2 separate regions of the Pan troglodytes genome follow, and region 1 is linked to region 2. Evidence: chromatin contacts called from public Hi-C data. All regions are on one chromosome and are shown on one strand. Each heading gives the region's core, a stretch centred on a gene start, on an enhancer-like site or on the middle of the called end of the contact. The rest is flanking DNA. Distances are from core to core; before and after follow the strand shown.

What was found. Hi-C and Micro-C count contacts between places; a contact is called where the count stands out from the background.
Region 1: a contact with region 2 is called in a Hi-C map of stem cell-derived neural progenitor cells, with 4 times the contacts expected there. The contact joins the promoter of ZNF746 here to the promoter of ZNF783 in region 2. A contact is called at or near these places in 1 of 7 Hi-C or Micro-C datasets (stem cell-derived neural progenitor cells) and 1 of 1 datasets of contacts at active chromatin or transcription factors (stem cell-derived excitatory neurons).

Annotation. Positions count from the first base shown.
Region 1 is chr6:164,656,331-164,660,973 of NHGRI_mPanTro3-v2.0_pri, forward strand. It overlaps ZNF746 (zinc finger protein 746), which reads right to left and starts at 2,860. Exons shown (of 7, transcript XM_009454474.3): 1 at 2,567-2,860. The coding sequence starts at 2,590.
Region 2 is chr6:164,413,739-164,417,913 of NHGRI_mPanTro3-v2.0_pri, forward strand. ZNF783 (zinc finger protein 783) reads left to right here and starts at 1,361. Exons shown (of 8, transcript XM_063815765.1): 1 at 1,361-1,547. The coding sequence starts at 1,524.

The DNA.
Region 1 (4,643 bases), core at 1,610-4,109, 240 kb after region 2:
CCCTCATGATTACACAGGAACTGTCTACTGATGATGACCCAGCAAAAAAAACAGCTGGTTCACTGAAACAGCACAAACAAGAGTATTGCTCAATTTCTTTTTTCTTTCTTTTTTTTTTTTTAAAGCATCTCATGTCCCCTTTTAACAAACATAAAAATCTAATGGCCAGTTCCTCTTCCCCCAGGACAGTCTCATTTTGTCACCTTCCCATCTGCCCCTCCCCCGCAAGCTAAAATCCCCAGGACTGCAAATCTCCATCAGTCCAGAGTTAGGCTTTTTGACACTGCCTGAGCCCTACAAGATTCTTTCTCTTTCCCAATTCCCACCCCCTCAAGGTAAAAATGACGGCCTCCGACATTTTTGTAGCTGTACCAGGAGCAGTGACGTACCCTGCAGTCTGGTGAAGAAAGTACATATATGCCACAGTTAGACTTGTATATGGGCAGCAACCATCTTAATTAGAGACGGGGGCCTTCCCTGTCATTAGAAATGTTCACATGGCGTATCAGTGACCGGCAGCTGGGACAAGGAAGAATGGGCACATTTTGCGGTGGGTAGGGAGCTGGACTGTTTGAGCCACCCACATCTGAATGTGGGACCTACAGGGCACAGAGGAGCTCCTGGTATCGGGACCTGAGGATCAACGCCTCCTTACAACATTCTGCAAAATAATTCCTCAACAAAAGGTTGGTGATTATTTCCAAAATGAAGAAGTAGCTACTAGAAACCAGTGTGGATTCACTTAGAGAAAGTCACTGAGAACTAGAATGTGGATGGACAGCTCAAAAAATAGAGACAAAAGGAGAGTTTGAGCAGAGGGAGAAACAAACTTGTCTAGGACAGTGCTTAAGATACTGTCTATTTGGAAGGAAGCAGGACCCAAAGAAGGTAGGACTCTAAGGGGTCTTCAAGCTGGGAGGTTCTGGACAAGCTGAACTGTTTCTAGGCGAAAACCCCAATGCGGGTGGGAGTCTTGCTCTCAAGGAGTAGGTGGTCCTACAGCACCTGAGTGGGCCAGCGTGGTTCTGGGCTTGAGTCCACCCTCCACCTAAGGCCACTGTTCCTTCCCTCACCTCTCCTTTCTCAGATCAATCCCTGTCACGTGATCCCAGACGCCAAGAGTTTACTCCAGAAGCTTCCTTTCAACTGGTCACCAGCTCCCCATCCACTGAAATCCTACCCATCCTCCACGTGCATTATTATGGGCTTTGTGTGGCATGAAAGGGACCTCTGCTAAACTACTTTATTAAGAAAATATTAGTCTTTTACTCATGGACAACAAGGTGCATGGTTTTCTTACAGTTCTGATGGGGCCAGGAAACCCTGTGTAAGGCCTTCACACTATGTGGTGGGAGGTGGCGACTGCGCTGCTCACTCCAGCCCAGCTTCTTACTGACAAGTGGCTGGAATATGTGGGGCTGTCCTTGGACTCCTGCCAGGGGAGCTGAAACTCTTTGCTTGAGAGGAGCTGATGGTAAGAGGAGCCGGATCCCTCACCCACTGCCCACCCGCAGGATGAAGTCCAGGCATGCAAACCCCTTCTTAGTCTCTCTCTGCAGACTCCTTTCCCACTGCCTCCAAACCAAAACCATCTTCTCCAGGCTCATGGACTCCTTTCTGTGCCTGCACACGCCCTGCACTGTCCCGTCTCTCTGCGCCTTTGCCCAGGCACTCCTCCCTCCCTGAAAGCACCACCGGTCTAGCTGGGCCTGAAATCCTAGCCTTCCCTAAAAGCCCGGCTCAAATCACAGAGGCGCAGAGCATCAGGCCAGGAGGGGTGGACAGCGGTACCAAGAGGCCCCCTGACACTCCTTCCCCCGGAGCCAACCGCCAGCTTCCACCTGGGCGCCAGCACTCACCCCTTTCTGTTTTGCACGATTATTGCCCGCGTACCTGTCTGCCTGGTCCTTGAACACACAGCCACTGTGTGTCTTTTCACACTTTCCAGCTGGGTAAGCCTGGGCAAGTTAAGTTCTCTAGGCCCCGGGTTTTTCTTTTGTATGACAGAGATTAACACCAGTACCCATCCCACAGGCTTGCTGTGAGGACAGACTAACGCCTCAACAGGGCTTGTTGAAGTGCGTGGCTCTATATTCCCTTCCGCGCCGACCCCGGGAAGCTGGGCACGTAGTGGGTGTCGGTGTATGCGGATTCGAAGCCGGACACCTCCCAGGTGCCACCAGGCCGCTGCGGGGGAGATGGAGAGGGACCTACAGGCCGAGCGCCAGGCAGAGAAAGGAGCCGCGGGTGGGGGGGCACCCAGAAGGAGGGGACAGCGGCTGCGGCGGGGGCAGGAAGCCCCGGAGGGCCCAAAGAACTTGGCGTGGGGCGGCCCCGGCGCGGGGACAACCGTTCCGCCAGCGCTCGGCTTCGGCTCGGAGTGGGGGCCCGGCCGACCGGCGCAGTAGGCCCCGGCGGACCCCGCGCCCCATTCGCGGGAGCCCCAGGCCCGGTGGTCCGGCCCGGACCCCGGAACCCCTCCCCAGGGCCTGCGGCGCCGTGTGCCGGGGCCGGGCCGCCTGGGGCCCCCAGGCCGCGAGTCCCTGCGCGCGCGGGTCGCCCTTACCGGAGCCGCGACCGCCTCGGCCATGGCCCTGCGCTGTCCCGCCCGGCCCGGAGGAAGTCGTCGCCGCCGCCGCGCGCGGCACCACGCAGGCCCGGCCGCCCGGTGCTCTCCGCAGGCGGCGCCTGCCTGGCCTTTCCTCTGCCGCCGCTCCTCGCTGGCTGCCCCTGCGCCGCGCCGCCCGCAGTCGCGCCGCCTCCGTCAGCGCCCGGCCGGTCCACACTGCATCCTGGGAGCCGGCGCCGCGGCCCGGCAGACGAAGGCCCGTGAGGCTTCCTGGAGGCAGCGCGGCCGCACAGCCCCACCTGCAGCCTGAGAGGCGAACGGCAGGCGCTGCGCCCGCCTGCCCGCGGCCCCGCCCCGCCCAGCCCCGCCCGCGGGGCCCGACGGGAGGACCCAGCGACCCCGGGCCGACCCCGCGACCCTGCGACCCCGGCCGGACTGCCGAGCGCGGGGGGAGTCACTGCGCTGGCCCCGCGGCCCAGCCCGAGGACTCGGTTATTGAAAGGGTCCCCCTCATGGGACCCGCCTGGCCGCGCCCGCGGGCGAGCACGGGCTTCCGGGCAGGGCGGCCCCCTCGCCCTGGGATGCCCGGCTCCCCTTCCCCCGCCCCACGGGCACTTCTCCTGCCCGAGGTCCTGGGTCTGGAGGTTTAGGCTATTTTGGGGAGGACAGATGTAACTCATGCCCACCTGTGTTTGAAATGGAATAAATACTTCCAACAACAGGAATATAGTTCGGTAAACCCCGGTAGGCAACCACTTAGCATTTTCTGTAATGGGTTTATTACAGTACATTTTTTTAATGGCATGAGCAATGGGACGCAATACCATCATTTAAAATTATTTCGGTGAAGGTCTTGGTAGGGACAGATGTTCATGATGTTTTAAGAGAAAAAGCCTGTCCAGGACGATCCTGTCTTTGTTTTAAAAATAACATTTTAAAACAATATAGGACATATGTAGCGTCATATACTGTGTACATGTATAATTACAGTTTTGAAAAGTTTGGAAGCATATATATCAACATGGCCTCAGTAGTTCTATTAAAGGTCTATTCCTTTAATAGACCACGGGCCGTTTTTATGCCTTTTCTAATTTTTTCCAATTCATGTTTTTATTTTTCCATGACAAGGATAGTATTTTTAAACAAGGAGAGAAAAATAAAAATTTAAATGTTCTCAAAGAGGCCAACCAGAGCAGGGGAAGGAGGGCGCCTTGGACGGGCCCCCACGTAGTTTCAGAGGCTCATTGCCTTTCAGGAACACGACTTGCTCATCTGTGTATTCCCCAAGACTAACTAGCCAACTGCCTAGCACACGCTGATAAGAAAATATGTGAGAGATCTGTAATCTTTTTCAAAGAAGGCAGACCATACAGAATAGATAAAATTTGAGCTGGATCTTGAAGAATTGGCAAAATATTGATAGGCAGAGAGCATTTCAGACCAGAGGGTGGTAGTAGAGGTGTGAGCTGGATGACAGCCCCAAAAAAAATTGATGTAGGAAGATATAAAGCATTTTAGGGCCGGGCGCAGTGGCTTACGCCCGTAATTCTAACACTTTGGGAGGCCAAGATGGGTGGATTGCCTGAGCTCAGGAGTTTGATACCAGCCTGAGCAACATGACAAAACCCCGTCTCTACTAAAAATAGAAAAAATTAGCGAGGCGTGGTGGCACGCACCTGTAATCCCAACTACTGGGGAGGCTGAGGTACGAGAATCGCTTGAACCCGGGAGGCAGAGGTTGCAGTGAGTGGAGATCACACCACTGCACTCCAGCCTGGGTGACAGAAATACAGTGCATTAGAAATAAGAGACATTTTTAGTGTGCAATTTTAAAAGTTCCCTTTTGACAGGCTGAGTCGGATATGCCAGGGTCATCTCTAGGTAGTAATTTCCAAGCCTGGCTCTCAGAGCAGCTGCATCAGTCTCTGGGGAAGCTTGTGAAGGATATGGATTTCTGGATCCCATCTCATATCTACTGAATCAAAATGTCTTTGGGATGGGTCCTGAGTAATGTGGAGAAAACTTATTTTAAAAGAAGGTCTCTTTTTAACAAGTTCCTTGTAGGGGTCGAGGT
Region 2 (4,175 bases), core at 111-2,610:
AGCCTCCCAAACTGCTGGGATTACAGGCATGAGCCACGGCTCCTGGCCCATTTTCCTGACCCTTTCTGTTTGCATTGGACCTTACCTGTTATTCTATAACGTCACCATTTACTGGTATTTTATAATCCTGAAGAGATTGGACTGATCCCTGATAAGATCCTAGGGATGCTCTTAATGTCTTTAGTGCATACTTGCAGTTTGTGTCTTAGATTGGGATAGTTCAACAAGAATTTCCGAAATGAATAATGCCAAATATTTATTTGATTTGTTACCTTAAAGTAACACGTCCTAACCTTTCTGCAAATTTTGGGGTTCACCTTACTTAGGATATCAGTTGGTGTTTTTTTCTGATAGTTGACCACGCTTTTGCTTGGCTCAAATATTTGTGAAAATAACTTCTCACCCTCACCACCTCCCCCCCCCCAAAAAAACTAAAAACCAAAACCAAAAACCCCAAACAAACCCAAACACAGAAAGAAACAAAACTGCAGATTTCTAGCGGGAAGAGTTTGCCAGCTTGTTGGACAAAGACTGTAAGATGAATGGGAAATGCAGAAAAGACAGAAAACAAAGCTTCAACTGCGTACAGCACATGTGGTTCAATATGCCTCAGCACAGGCCGAGGAAAATGGGTCCTGCGGTTTATTCAAGATGCCTCAGGGCCTAAATGAGGGATGGACTGATTCACACTTGCTGTGATCTCAGCCTGGACCAAAGCTACAGAAGGGTACTCGTGGGTGGCTGAGGACTTTCACCAGGCGGGCCCCGGGAGGAGGAAGGGACCCCAGAGTCCCCAGGAGGGGAGGGCAGGCTTAGGAAAGAAAAAAAGATCCTACCATCTTCACGTTTGTTCTGTCAAATTTAAAAGAGACTTTAAAAACGTTCATGTAAGTTTCCCTGGCTTCTCCCTGGGTACACACGTATCCTTTTTACTTTCCCCAACTCAGTTCTGTGGTGCGTGGGAGGCGCTGCAACAGAGTCTCGGTCCGGACTGGAGCCGCGGCGAGGGCCGCCCCCGTTCCCCACGCAGCTTTCCCTCGCGAGGTTTCGCACTTTCCAGTGCGGTTCCTTCCCCCAGCCCTCCCGGCTCCCGCGTGGGACGCAGAGAGAGGTTGGGCGCCGCGCTGGCCCGGGAGTGGCTTACGCCTGACGTAGCCCCGCTGGAGGCCGTGGCACGCCCGCCCTGGCGTCAACTCCCGCGCCCCGGGTGAGGGTGGGTGGCCGCGCCTGGGTCCCGGACGCCGCGGGCGCTGAAGGCCTCGGGCGGGCGCGGGGCGGCGGCCGCGGGCGTGCGGTCCTACGGGCTGCAGGGGGCGCTGTGCGCGTCCTCAAGCTCGGCCGCCGAGCGCAGCTCTTTTTTAAAGGGCCCGCGGGGCACGTGGCTCGGGACGCAGTTCGCGGCCGCCCGGCAGTAGCTCTCAGGTTAGGCGGGTCCCGCTCCGCTTCCGCCGTCGCCGCCGCGCCGCCCCGGGCCCGACAGGCCGGGTCCAGGGATTGCAACCCAGCGAGGGACGCGGGCAGCCATGGCCGAAGCGGCGCCTACCCGGGTAAGCACCCTCGGCCCCGCGGACGCCCGGAAGGCCCAGGCCGCCGCCGCGTGAGCCCGCGCGAGGGACTCTGGCCTCGCGGGGCCGCCGGGTGAGAGGGCCTTGCGCGCAGCCTCCGCGCTCGTTTCCCCCGGCCCATCGCCCAGCCCGCGTCGAGGGCATTGACCGGGCGGCCCAAATGCCAGGCCCGGCGGGCGGGGCCCCGACGTCAGCGGCTGATGATCCGGCTCATCTGCGGCCTCAGCCAGGCCGGGCCCCAGAGTCACGCTCGGCGACGAGGAGGCCGCGCCTTAGAAGCATTGTCCCATTTGAGGCCTCGCGGCCCCCCCACAGCAGGCTGGGCGGGCAGGGGTCGCCAGCCCCACGGGACAGTAGCGGAGGCTGAGATGGGAAGGGACAGGCCCAGGGTCACGCATCTGTTAGAGGCGGGAGCCTCACGCCGGCGCAGGGATTTTGGAATTAGACACTTTAAAACGCCTCATTCTACTTTTGCCAAAGAGAAAGATTGTGTCGTTTACAAGAGAGATTGTAGATTTTTTTAAAAAAGATTACTGTAGCAGATTTTATTTAATTTTTTTTTTTTGAGAGGGAGTCTCGCTCTGTTGCGCATGCTGGATGGAGTGCAGTGGCACGATCTCGGCTCACTGCAAGCTCCGCCTCCCGGCTTCAAGGGATTCTCCTGCCTCAGCCTCCCAAGTAGCTGGGACTACAGGCGCCTGCTACCACGCCTGGCTAATTTTTCTATTTTTGGTAGAGACTGGGTTTCACTGTGTTGGCCAGGCTGGTCTCGAACCCCTGACTTCGTGATCTGCCCGCCCCGGCCTCCCAAAGTGCTGGGATTACAGACGAGAGCCACCGCGCCCGGCCATTTTAAAATTTTTTAATTAAAAAATTATATATATACATATGTGTGTGTGTGTGTGTATATATATATATATATATATATATATATATTTTTTTTTTTTTCTTAGAGTCTCACTCTCACCCAGGGTGGAGTGTAGTGGCGGGATCTCATCTCACTGCAACCTCTGCCTCTGCCTCCCGGGTTCAAGGTATTCTCCTGCCTCAGCCTCCCAATCCCAAGTAGCTGGGATTACAGGCGCAGGTGCCTGTCTCATTTATATCTGTCTAACTATCTATCTATCTGTCCAGATACATATCTATATGAATAAGTTTATTCATAAGAATACACTATAAGTATTCCTATACAGAATTTTTCTCCTGGAGAAGGAAGAATCACATCAGTTTTTTTTTGGCATCTTCATCTATATAAGTTAGGGCAGTTAGCAGATTTTAGAATCTTGGTTTGATATAGTGCAGTATGTCCAGTTGGGAGATGATAATCCTTTGGCCATTTTTGACATACTGGAAAACGCTTGTAAAGGCTCAATAGATGATACCTACTATTATTAATACACCTCAGTGAAGGTTTTGAAACCTTGATTTTTCTGGATACTTTTAATTAAAGTATAACTTCCTCTCCTTCCTCTTAGTGAGCGTGCTGAGCTTCTTTTTGGGTTCCCTGAGTGCAAGGGAGAGAAAAAGGGTTGAGGATTCTGCAGGTTTATAGTCCTGTTCCGTGGGAAGAGGGGGCCCTAGAAGGTGACATCATCCACTCCCCCTAGCCTGGGGCTCACTGCTTCACTACCTTTCAGATCACTCCTGTCCACCTGCTCCTCCCTTCCTGCAGCACTTGAGATCCCAAAAAACTCCCCAAAAGGGACAGATTTGCCCTGGACTCTTGTTAGCCCATCCTATCACACTGTTGTTGTTTATAAGTATTCCTACACAGAATTTTTCTCCTGGAGAAGGAAGAACCACATCAGTTTTTTCTTCATCTTCACTGTACATTTACTATGATAGGTGTTCAGTAATTGTTATTGAATGAATGAAGCAATTATAGATTACTAGTGCTAAGGACGAGGGGCAGTGAAAATCTCTAGGATGCGTTGTCTATGCTAGAATCTTAAAAACGAGAGAGACTCAGGCATACAGAGGATGCATATCGAGAGCTGATGTGAAGTTGGAGGAGGGCCGGGTGGGTCCTCGGAATCCACAGGAGGCTGGCATGGCTGGAGCACGACAGGAACTGGATGGCTCAAGGTCAAGAGAGGTCGGCTGGGCCATGAAGAAGTCTAGATCTTATGCCAGGTACACTGGGAAGCTATTGAAGAGTTTTAAGCAGGGGACTGAAATGATCTATTTGTGTTTTTAAAAGATTACCAGGCCGGGAGCGGTGGCTCACTGACTCACGCCTGTAATCCCAGCACTTTGGGAGGCTGAGGCGGGCGGATCACAAGGTCAGGAGTTTGAGACCAGCCTGGCCAATATGGTGAAAGCCTGTCTCTACTGAAAATATAAAAATCAGCTGGGTGTGGTGGCGGGTGTCTGTAGTCCCAGCTACTCGGGAGGCTGAGGCAGGAGAATCGCTTGAACTTGGGAGGTGGAGGTTGCAGTGAGCCAAGATTGCACCACTGTACCCCAGCCTGGGCGACAGAGCAAGACTCCGTCTCAAAAAAAAAAAAAAAGATTAACAATTACTCTGTGGAAAGTGTAGTGTCGGGGAGAAGCCTGGAAGTAGGGGAGAAGGCTGGAAGTGGGGGAGAAGGCTGGAAGTGGGGGAGAAGG